3 separate regions of the Sus scrofa genome follow, and regions 1 and 2 are each linked to region 3. A link is a contact called in public Hi-C and HiChIP or PLAC-seq data. All regions are on one chromosome and are shown on one strand. The core of a region is the stretch at or near the end of the contact, and the rest is flanking DNA. Distances in the headings are between cores, read along the strand shown. Region 1 holds the start of STIM1 (stromal interaction molecule 1). Region 2 overlaps STIM1 (stromal interaction molecule 1). Region 3 overlaps STIM1 (stromal interaction molecule 1).

The links. Hi-C and Micro-C count contacts between places; a contact is called where the count stands out from the background. HiChIP or PLAC-seq counts read pairs in DNA pulled down with a chosen protein or histone mark.
Region 1: a contact with region 3 is called in an H3K27ac HiChIP or PLAC-seq map of skeletal muscle. The contact joins the promoter of STIM1 here to the enhancer-like site in region 3. A contact is called at or near these places in 1 of 5 promoter capture datasets (fetal liver), 5 of 47 Hi-C or Micro-C datasets (blood, embryonic fibroblasts, heart right ventricle and 2 more) and 2 of 2 datasets of contacts at active chromatin or transcription factors (alveolar macrophages and skeletal muscle).
Region 2: a contact with region 3 is called in a Hi-C map of skeletal muscle, with 4 times the contacts expected there. The contact joins two enhancer-like sites. A contact is called at or near these places in 12 of 47 Hi-C or Micro-C datasets (alveolar macrophages, blood, fetal skeletal muscle and 5 more) and 1 of 2 datasets of contacts at active chromatin or transcription factors (skeletal muscle).

The regions. Positions count from the first base shown.
Region 1 is chr9:6,268,008-6,270,707 of Sscrofa11.1, reverse strand. It overlaps STIM1 (stromal interaction molecule 1), which reads left to right and starts at 1,285. Exons shown (of 12, transcript NM_001130974.1): 1 at 1,285-1,423. The coding sequence starts at 1,285.
Region 2 is chr9:6,084,093-6,086,792 of Sscrofa11.1, reverse strand. All of the region lies in intron 6 of STIM1 (stromal interaction molecule 1), which reads left to right. Among named protein-coding and RNA genes, the nearest start is that of RRM1, 20 kb to the right of the region's middle. Within about 2 kb of position 1,417, at least 24 of the 83 cell types and tissues checked have an H3K27ac peak or open chromatin away from gene starts, as enhancers often do. A contact at or near this core is called in omental adipose tissue and skeletal muscle, where this site is marked.
Region 3 is chr9:6,177,944-6,180,643 of Sscrofa11.1, reverse strand. All of the region lies in intron 1 of STIM1 (stromal interaction molecule 1), which reads left to right. Among named protein-coding and RNA genes, the nearest start is that of STIM1, 90 kb to the left of the region's middle. Within about 2 kb of position 1,328, at least 41 of the 83 cell types and tissues checked have an H3K27ac peak or open chromatin away from gene starts, as enhancers often do. A contact at or near this core is called in fetal liver, liver, omental adipose tissue and 2 more, where this site is marked.

The sequences.
Region 1 (2,700 bases), core at 36-2,535, 90 kb before region 3:
AGGAGCCCGGGTCCCGACTGCAGCACCCAGATCTGCCCGCCAGGGGCCGCTGCGCACGGGGTGACGAAGCGCGCGGGTTCCTAAGCTGCAGAGAGGAGGAAGCCGATTGGCTGCGAGGCGCGGCGGGAGGGCGGAGCTTCGGTTGCCTGTCCGGAGTGGGGGGCTGGGAGCGCGCCCCCGGCCGCAGCAGGCCCGGCGGTTGTCGCCGCCGCAGCCCCGGGCGGCAGTAGTGGTGCTGAGGGCTTCTGTCCAGCCTGGCTCTAGAGCTGAGGCGAGTGGAGCCAGAGATCCGGGCCGGGCTGCTACTGTCATCCTCGCAGCTGTCGCCGCGGGCCTGGGTTACCTGAGCGACTGCGTGCCGGGGGCCCGCCGGTCCCTCCGCCGGCGGTTGGCGCGGGGGAGACGCTCGCGGGGGACGGGGAGGCCGGGACCCGAGCCTTGGCGGGGGAGAGCGGTCCTGGCCGAGACCCGCGCGGGCCAGCGGCCGGGAGCGCCCGCGGGGGTCCGGGGGCGCCGGGCGGCTGCCTTGCCCAGGTTATTCCGGGAGAAGCCCGGCGCTGGGGCGGGCCCGGGCTTCGCTGGGGGCCGGGCGGCGCGGGGCGGGCCTGCCGGAGAGCACGCCCCCGCCCGCCCCGGGCCCGCCCCGCGCCGCCCGCCCGCCCGCTCCCGAGCCTCTGTCCCGGGCCTGGCCCGTGCGCGTCCGCCTGCTGAACCTGGGCACTGCCGGGCGCCTGGGCACGGGACTGGGCGGGGGCGCTGACCTCGGCCTAGGAGGCCTGGGATCCCCGAGCCACCCGCGGGGGCCTGGGAGTCGCACGCCCTCCTCGAACCTGTGCTGCTCGCTGCTGCTCGGCGGGGCGCGGCCAGGTGCCCCCCTCTCTCCCTCTCTTGTCTCCCTCCCCCACCCCGGTGCCCGCAGGTCGTCCTGTCCGCCCGCCCCGTCTCGCAGGGGTGTAGCCCGCTGCGGAGCTGACAGCCGCTCCGCGGCCACCCAGCCCAAACTCTCCGGAAGCGGCCCGAGCCGACAGGGCGCTCAGGCCGTCGCAGCTCCGGCGGACCCACTATTGGACCAGAGGCGCCGGCCCTCCTCCTGCGCCCAAACTTGGAGCACTTGACCTTTGGCTGCCAGAGGAGGCCAACTCGCGGGTGGCTGGACAGCTGCGGCACCTTGAGGGCATCTTGCCTGGGGTTCCAGGACCGTCGGCTGCACTCCGGGGCTCCCGGCTTTGCCTCTGGGATCCCGAGGTGGCCAGAGCCGGCGCATGGTGACTGAGACCGGGAGTCATGGATGTGTGCGCCCGTCTCGCCCTGTGGCTCCTCTGGGGGCTCCTCCTGCATCACGGCCAGAGCCTCAGCCAAAGCCACGGCGAGAAGGCGACCGGAACTGGCTCAGGGGCCGGTTCTGAGGAGTCCACTGCAGCAGGTAAGGCCTTGCCACGGGCAAGAACTGAGTTGCCCAAGTGGGGAAGTTGAACCCTGGGTCTCTGCATGTGCAGTGGATGGAGGCCCCACACATGGCACTGGCTGTTCTTAGTAGTCCAAGGAGTTCTTTCTGTTCAGGAGCCGTGACTACTGTCTCTCTGTCTCTCCGACAACTTCACTCATCCCTCCTCAGGGTGTCCTTTGTTGGCAGTGAAAGGAGGTCTGCCTTTGGGGTAGCTTGGCCTTGCAGGTCAGCAGGCCAAGACCCCTTCTCAGGACGACTTGACTGCGAGGGTGGCCTGCGCGGATGATAAGGCTGTTGCTCTTGGCCAGTTTCAGCACTTGGCAGCACAGGGAGGTTGAGGCTGCTTGGGTTGGTCAGGGAGAGCCAGGACCGGGCCAGCTCTGTTACTCCATAACGTAGTGTTGAGGTGTGCCGGGCTATTCCAGTAAGTGTGGGAAGCCAAGTCCCTCCCTTCCCCTAGGTGATCCGCTGTCTCCTAGCTGTGCCCCTTTGAAATAGCAAAGCAGCTCGTTCCTTAGATGGTTTCTGACTTACCGCCGTGGAGTTCAATGGCCTTTTCCTGAAACGGGCGTGATAAAATTCCTGGGACCACTTGTTGGCTTATTCTCTCTCTTCTGACTGATGAGGGTAGGAATTCTACGGTATTTTCGATCTGTCCTGGTTTTCCCTGTGCACCCAGGGAGCCTTGTCAAACAGCAGGAGCCCTGGAGTGCTGTGGCAGGAGAGCAGAGCACGTTTAAAATCCAGTTGTCGTATATGTGTGTGTGTGACTGGGTCACTTTGCTGTTCAGTAGAAAGTTGACAGAACACTGTAAACCAGCTATCATGGAAAAAATAAAAACCATTTGAAAAAAAAAATAAAACTGACTTGTTGTACATAAGGCTGAGAAGGAATTCAGTTTCGTATTCCCATGTCTCTCACCCTGTCACTGGGATTTGCCAGAAGCAGTGAACTCAGAGTGAGGAGAGTTTATAGCTGGGTTCTTTCTGTGGGTGGGCGAGCTGGAGTCAGTATCTGTTGATGACAGGGAGGAAAAGGAAGTGGAGGTCGTGGTGGCTAGGAAGTTTCGTGGACGGATGCAGAGGCTGGCTTTGGCCATAGACCCTTTCTTAGGAACCCCCCTTTTAAATTCCTTGACTGGGCTGGATATGATTGCAGGTACCCCAGGTGCTGGCTTCCAAGTGAGCCCAGCATTGCCCAATGTACCAGCATGGTACCTCGGCTGTTGCTTTGAAGATGGGCCCTTCTTGCC
Region 2 (2,700 bases), core at 168-2,667, 94 kb after region 3:
AAGGTGAGTAGGGTGCAAGAGGCATTTGAGAGTCCGAGCAGGTGTTTGGCTTTTTTGCTTTGGTTTGGTTTTGAGAAAAGGAGAGGCCTACTTCAGGACTGTCTTTTAGACAGTGGAGAAGTCTTTTCAGGAGTCCATGTAAGAGGAAATGGGATCTGGCTCTTTTGTGTTCTTTTTAAATGGTAGATACTATTTTCTTTGGAGGGATGGGGAACGGACGTTTTCAGCCAGGTATTGTTGAACGCCTTTGTTTTTCATCACCACGACCCTGTTCGGTAGGTACTGTACCTCGACTGTAGAGCTGAGGAAGTGAAGCCTCAGAGAGGGTGAGTGCCTTCTCTGGGGTCACACATCACGAAGCTAGGAGTGTTGACACCCTCAGCCTGCTGCCTCCGTAAAGGCAGCCCGAGCAGATTCATTTCGGCGGGCTGAGCTTGGGGGGGCCAGAGGAGTTTTATCTTTGAGCCGATTCCTGGCTACTTTGCTGGGCCCCTTATTCCTGGGCCCTCTTCCAGCTGGGGGCTAAATGCTGTTGTGTGGGCCGTCCCCATTCTTCACTTGTCTGAAAAGCATGTACTGTTTTCATTCCAAAGGCAAAGAATCTAGGCAGGAGACATTCCAAGTTTGGGGATAAAACTAAGCTCCCCGCCCTCCCTGCTCCCCAAGGCCTCCAGAGCGAAAGGACCTGTGGCCCTTGGAGAAGTGAATGTACACACCTGCCCAGGGCCAGCCTTGCACCCGTGCACACGCACACCCTCTGACGGACGGTGTCCAGAGCCCACGTGCCTCTTGTCCCTCCTGGCTCAGCAGGCCTACACTGCCGGCCACTATGGTTTTTTTTAATAGAGTTCCTGATATTTCGGATGACTACATATCATGCTACATGTGCATTCCAGCTAGGATTTCATTTGGTTCAAGATAAGTCTTTGAAGCAGGGAGGAATTTTGATTCCCACTTGAAAATGAAGGAATAGGCCTTGTCCAGGGAAGAGACCTGTCCATAGTCACACAGCTCCTTAGAGGCAGGGCTCGCAGTCAGGCCGCCTAGTTTTCTTACTCGTATGTGCTGTCAAGGTGCTCAGTCTTCTGTGGAGGCGGCGGCGCGGGGCAAGCTTTCAGTGTACGTATGTTTGCTCATTTCTGCGCCCAATAGCAGTTACGGATGCTCATCTCTATAGATGCTGTTAAGACTGTAATAAACGTGGGTCAGTTTAGATTCTGCTTTAAAGAGCTCCCGATTGTACAGAGAAGACAGGCATATTATAGGCTTTTTGGAAGAGGCTGCTTTCGGAGGAGACTGTTCGGTGGAGAACTGAATCTGTAATGGTGTAATTTCAAGCAGTCGGGTCAGGGACTGACTGTTCAGTGAGAGAAGGAGATGGGCCTGGAAATGGCGCCTCTGGTTTGTTTTCGCTGTGCCTCTAGCGCCACCTGCTGTGCACATACGGGGGTCGGGGTAAAGTCCTTGCAGCTCCAGGGGCCGGAGACTGCGAGTTGTCAGCAGTAAGCTTGCAGCCTAGATGTTTTTCCTCTTGTCACCACATCTTTTGAGGCTTTGGTCACCGACACATCCGGGCTTGGGATTTTTCAGAGGTTTAGTTCAGTTTCTGCCTCTTCTGTTTCACCCACGGGATTAACTCACTCTTCAGTGCTCTTCTTTCTGGACTGCTTTTGTTCTACAGCCTGGCCTTCCTCTTCTGTAGCTCAGGGCGAAGCCGTATGTCACTTGTCTTCCTCATCATCCTTTTCCCTTCCCATCCTGGTCCCCTGGTCGCGTGGTAGTTACGAGGGTAGGAAGAGCTGACAGTGGCTAGGTCCTTTCCCTCTCCTGGAGGAAGGAGCAAACTCACTTTTTCTGCTGAGTCTGCCCAGGCCATCCTGTGCCCTGAGTCCTTCCAGGCAGAGTCTGTCACCCCATCCTTTGGGCCTATCCAACCCCTTGTGTGTCTCTCTATTATAGAACCTGTCACACTGTGTGCCGCTGTCTGTTTACGTGTCTTTATTGGACTAAATCCTGACTACCGGAGTTCCCGTCATGGTGCAGTGGTTAACAAATCCCACTAGGAACCATGAGGTTGCAGGTTCGATCCCTGGCCTTGCTCAGTGGGTTAAGGATCCGACATTGCTGTGGCTGTGGTGTAGGTGGCTACAGCTCTGATTCGACCCCTAGCCTGGGAACCTCCATATGCCGTGGGAGCGGCCCTAGAAAAGGCAAAACAGACAAAAATAAACAAATAAATAAATCCTGACTGCCTCAGTGGCACTGACGGTTTTCTCATTCGCGTCAGTATATCTAGGGCTCAGCCCTGGACTTGTCATTTTGTGAACCCCCTTAAGTACTTGGGAATGAGTGGAAGGATGCCTGACTGAATGAACATAGATGGGTCTGTGGAGGAAGCTTGGTTGGATGCATTGAGTTTTTGTTTTGTTTTGTTTTGTTTTTCCAGTGAGCAGAGGGAATGCATGGGTGGGTACAAGGGTATTTTCGTTATAACTGACGCCCCTGAGCTCTTGCCCACCATGGAAGATACTTAGGAAGGGAGCTAAGGGCTGGGAGCAACAGGGGGCCCTTCCAAGCCCTGCCCAGCCCCTTTGGCATGAATTTCATTTTTCTGGGCTTCTGAGCACAGGTCCTCAGGAGTCCAAGAGGTACAGCTCAGTCGTTCCTTCCTCCCCTTCCCAAATCTCTCCGCTACTGCCA
Region 3 (2,700 bases), core at 79-2,578:
CGATAACTCTTCCCTAACTCACTAATCCCTGTGTGGAACTCGGGTGGGCTGCTGGCCATGTGTGTTTCCTTTTGTGCCCCCAGCTCTGCTCCACAGCCTCGGAACAGCAAGCTCTCGATAAGAATTTCTTGAATGGGAATTTAAGTTGAATCCTGGATTTGCCGTGGATGGGTCCTCACTTCACACCTGGGACCAAGGGACTTGCCTTCTCAAAGCCCTAGTTTCCACATCTGTTAAATGGCAGTTATAATCCTTGTCTGGCAGGGCTGCTGTGAGGACTGAATAGGCAGGAATTGCCGGGCATTGTCTGTGCCGGGCATTGTAGGCGCCCTCCATACCTGCCGGCTGCGTGGCGCCTGGGGCCTAGGAGTCTGCGAGGTGCTGAGGGCCCCTCGTGGCTGCTGGGTCCAGGGTGGCTTCCAGGGTGAACCTCTCCGGATCCGGGCCCAGGACAGAGGAAGGAAGCAGAACCCCTGGGATTTCTCTTAGCGTTTCCAGCCTTTTCTGTCTGCCTTCCCTGCGTGTTCTTCTTTGGAGTCTAAGTTCCTAGAATAGCCAGAATATTTTTCTGCCTCTTAGTTTCCCAAAGTGTCTTAAGCAACCAGACCACTTTTGTTTTGGCTTCTCTAAGCTTGCTCTGTTTGCTCCTTGTCATTCGTCATTAGCTGTTAGTAGATCCTGCCTGTTTTCAGTTTCCTGACCTGTTGTACTTTTTCCAAGGCCAAACCAGCAGCCAAATCCCTTTGTCCTGTTCACTCTAGCCAGCAGGAAGTGCCCTGGCCTTGAGGTAGAAGACGCGGTTCCGGGCCGGCTGTCATGGCCTAGCTGTGTGACCTTGGGCAAGCCCTCTCCCTCTCTGGGCCTTGGACACCTCATCATTAAAATGAAGCTTTGGGTGTTCCCATCGTGGCTCAGTGGTTAACGAATCCGACTAGGAACCATGAGGTTGTGGGTTCAATCCCTGGCCTTGCTCAGTGGGTTAATGATCTGGCGTTGCCATGAGCTGTGGTGTAGGTCGCAGACATGGCTCAGATCCCGTGTTGCTGTGGCTCTGGCGTAGGCTGGTGACTGCAGCTCCGATTCGACCCCTAGCCTGGGAATGTCCATATGCCACAGGAGCGGCCTTAGAAAAGTCAAAAAATAAAATAAAATAAAATGAAGCTTTGGAACCAGCTGCGTGATTTCTAAGGGTTCTTAAATTCTGTGTGTGCGTTTGGACAAGTCACTTTTCTTTTTGGGGAGGCGCTGCTTCCTCATCTGTAAACCTAAGCAGGTTGCCCTGAATAACTCAGAGTCAGTTCTCGGCCTGAGTGTTTCTCTTTCCTGTGGGCCTCGTGTTGCTTTCTGGAGCGTTTCTGTGACTGTTCGCGGCTGCAGACAGGAAACTCGAACACCTCTAACTTGGCAAAGGTGGCTGCTCCCTCTGAACCTCATCCCAGCCCGTTTCCTGTGTTTACAGCATCCGGGTTCTGCCCTTGGTGACAGGCCTGACAGGCCATACTCCAGTTCTGCCTCCGTGGCCTGGTGCAGAGGAGGCCAGAAATGAGCAGCAGCTGGGGAGCCGGGAGACAGCGTTTGCGTCTCTGCTCAGCTCTGTGACCCGAGGCAAGTGAGCCCCCCCTGGGGTTCCATGTCCTCATCTGGAAAAGCAGAGGGCTTACCCCGTGCCGTTTTCTGGCTCTGATGCTGTAGGCTATGAATACTTGCCTCTCTTTTCCCCCACCGAAGGGCTCTTTGTTTAGCCTGATTCTTTTACGTACTCCACCCTGGAAGGGACCCAGGGCAGCTCCCTTTTGCATTTCCTCCTGGGACACAGTAAGAGGAAGAAAGAATAGCCGCTCTTGGACCCAAATTGGCAGCAGAGAGGAGTTGAGGTGGGGAGCTGGCGTGACTGAATTACCCAACAAATCAGCTGCATGGTTGGTGACCAGGCAGATAGCAGTATGTGCTTAGTCTTTTTTTTTGGTCTTTTTGTCTTTTTGCTTTTTCTAGGGCCGCTTCCTGCGGCATATGGAGGTTCCCAGGCTAGGGGTCTAATCAGAGCTGTAGCCACCAGCCTACGCCAGAGCCACAGCAACGCGGGATCCGAGCCACATCTGCAACCTACACCACAGCTCACGGCAACGCCGGATCCTTAACCCACTGAGCAAGGCCAGGGATCGAACCTGCAACCTCATGGTTCCTAGTCGGATTCGTTAACCACTGTGCCATGATGGGAACTCCAGTATGTGCTTATTCTTATCAAGATTCTGGAGATGAAAAAAAAGATTGTGGAGATAGACAGTATCTGAATGCTAGCCCTGCTTTCCCCATTTATGTGACTTGAGTGGGTCCATTGACCTGGGCCTCGGTCTCCTCATCTCACATCTGGAGTAGTAAAGGTACCACCTTCACAGAGTTGTAAAAGAGACGCTCTCTCTAAAAGTCCCAGCATGGTTCCTGTCGTGTTCATCCTCTCTCTCTCCCTTGGACAGTTGGAATGTGCTTAATTTTGTACCTGAAGAGAGAGCAGAAGGATGCTCAAATCCCATTCCAGAGATGCTAACAGGCCAGCTGGAGACAGAATTAAATTATGACTGGAAGAAACCTTATGAGGTGGTGCCTGGACCAGACTGGGCTCAGTTCTCTGACCTCAGAAGGGAACATTCCCAGGGCCTGGGATGACTCAAGAGGGTTTCCTCCTGGAGAGGACGTTCCCTG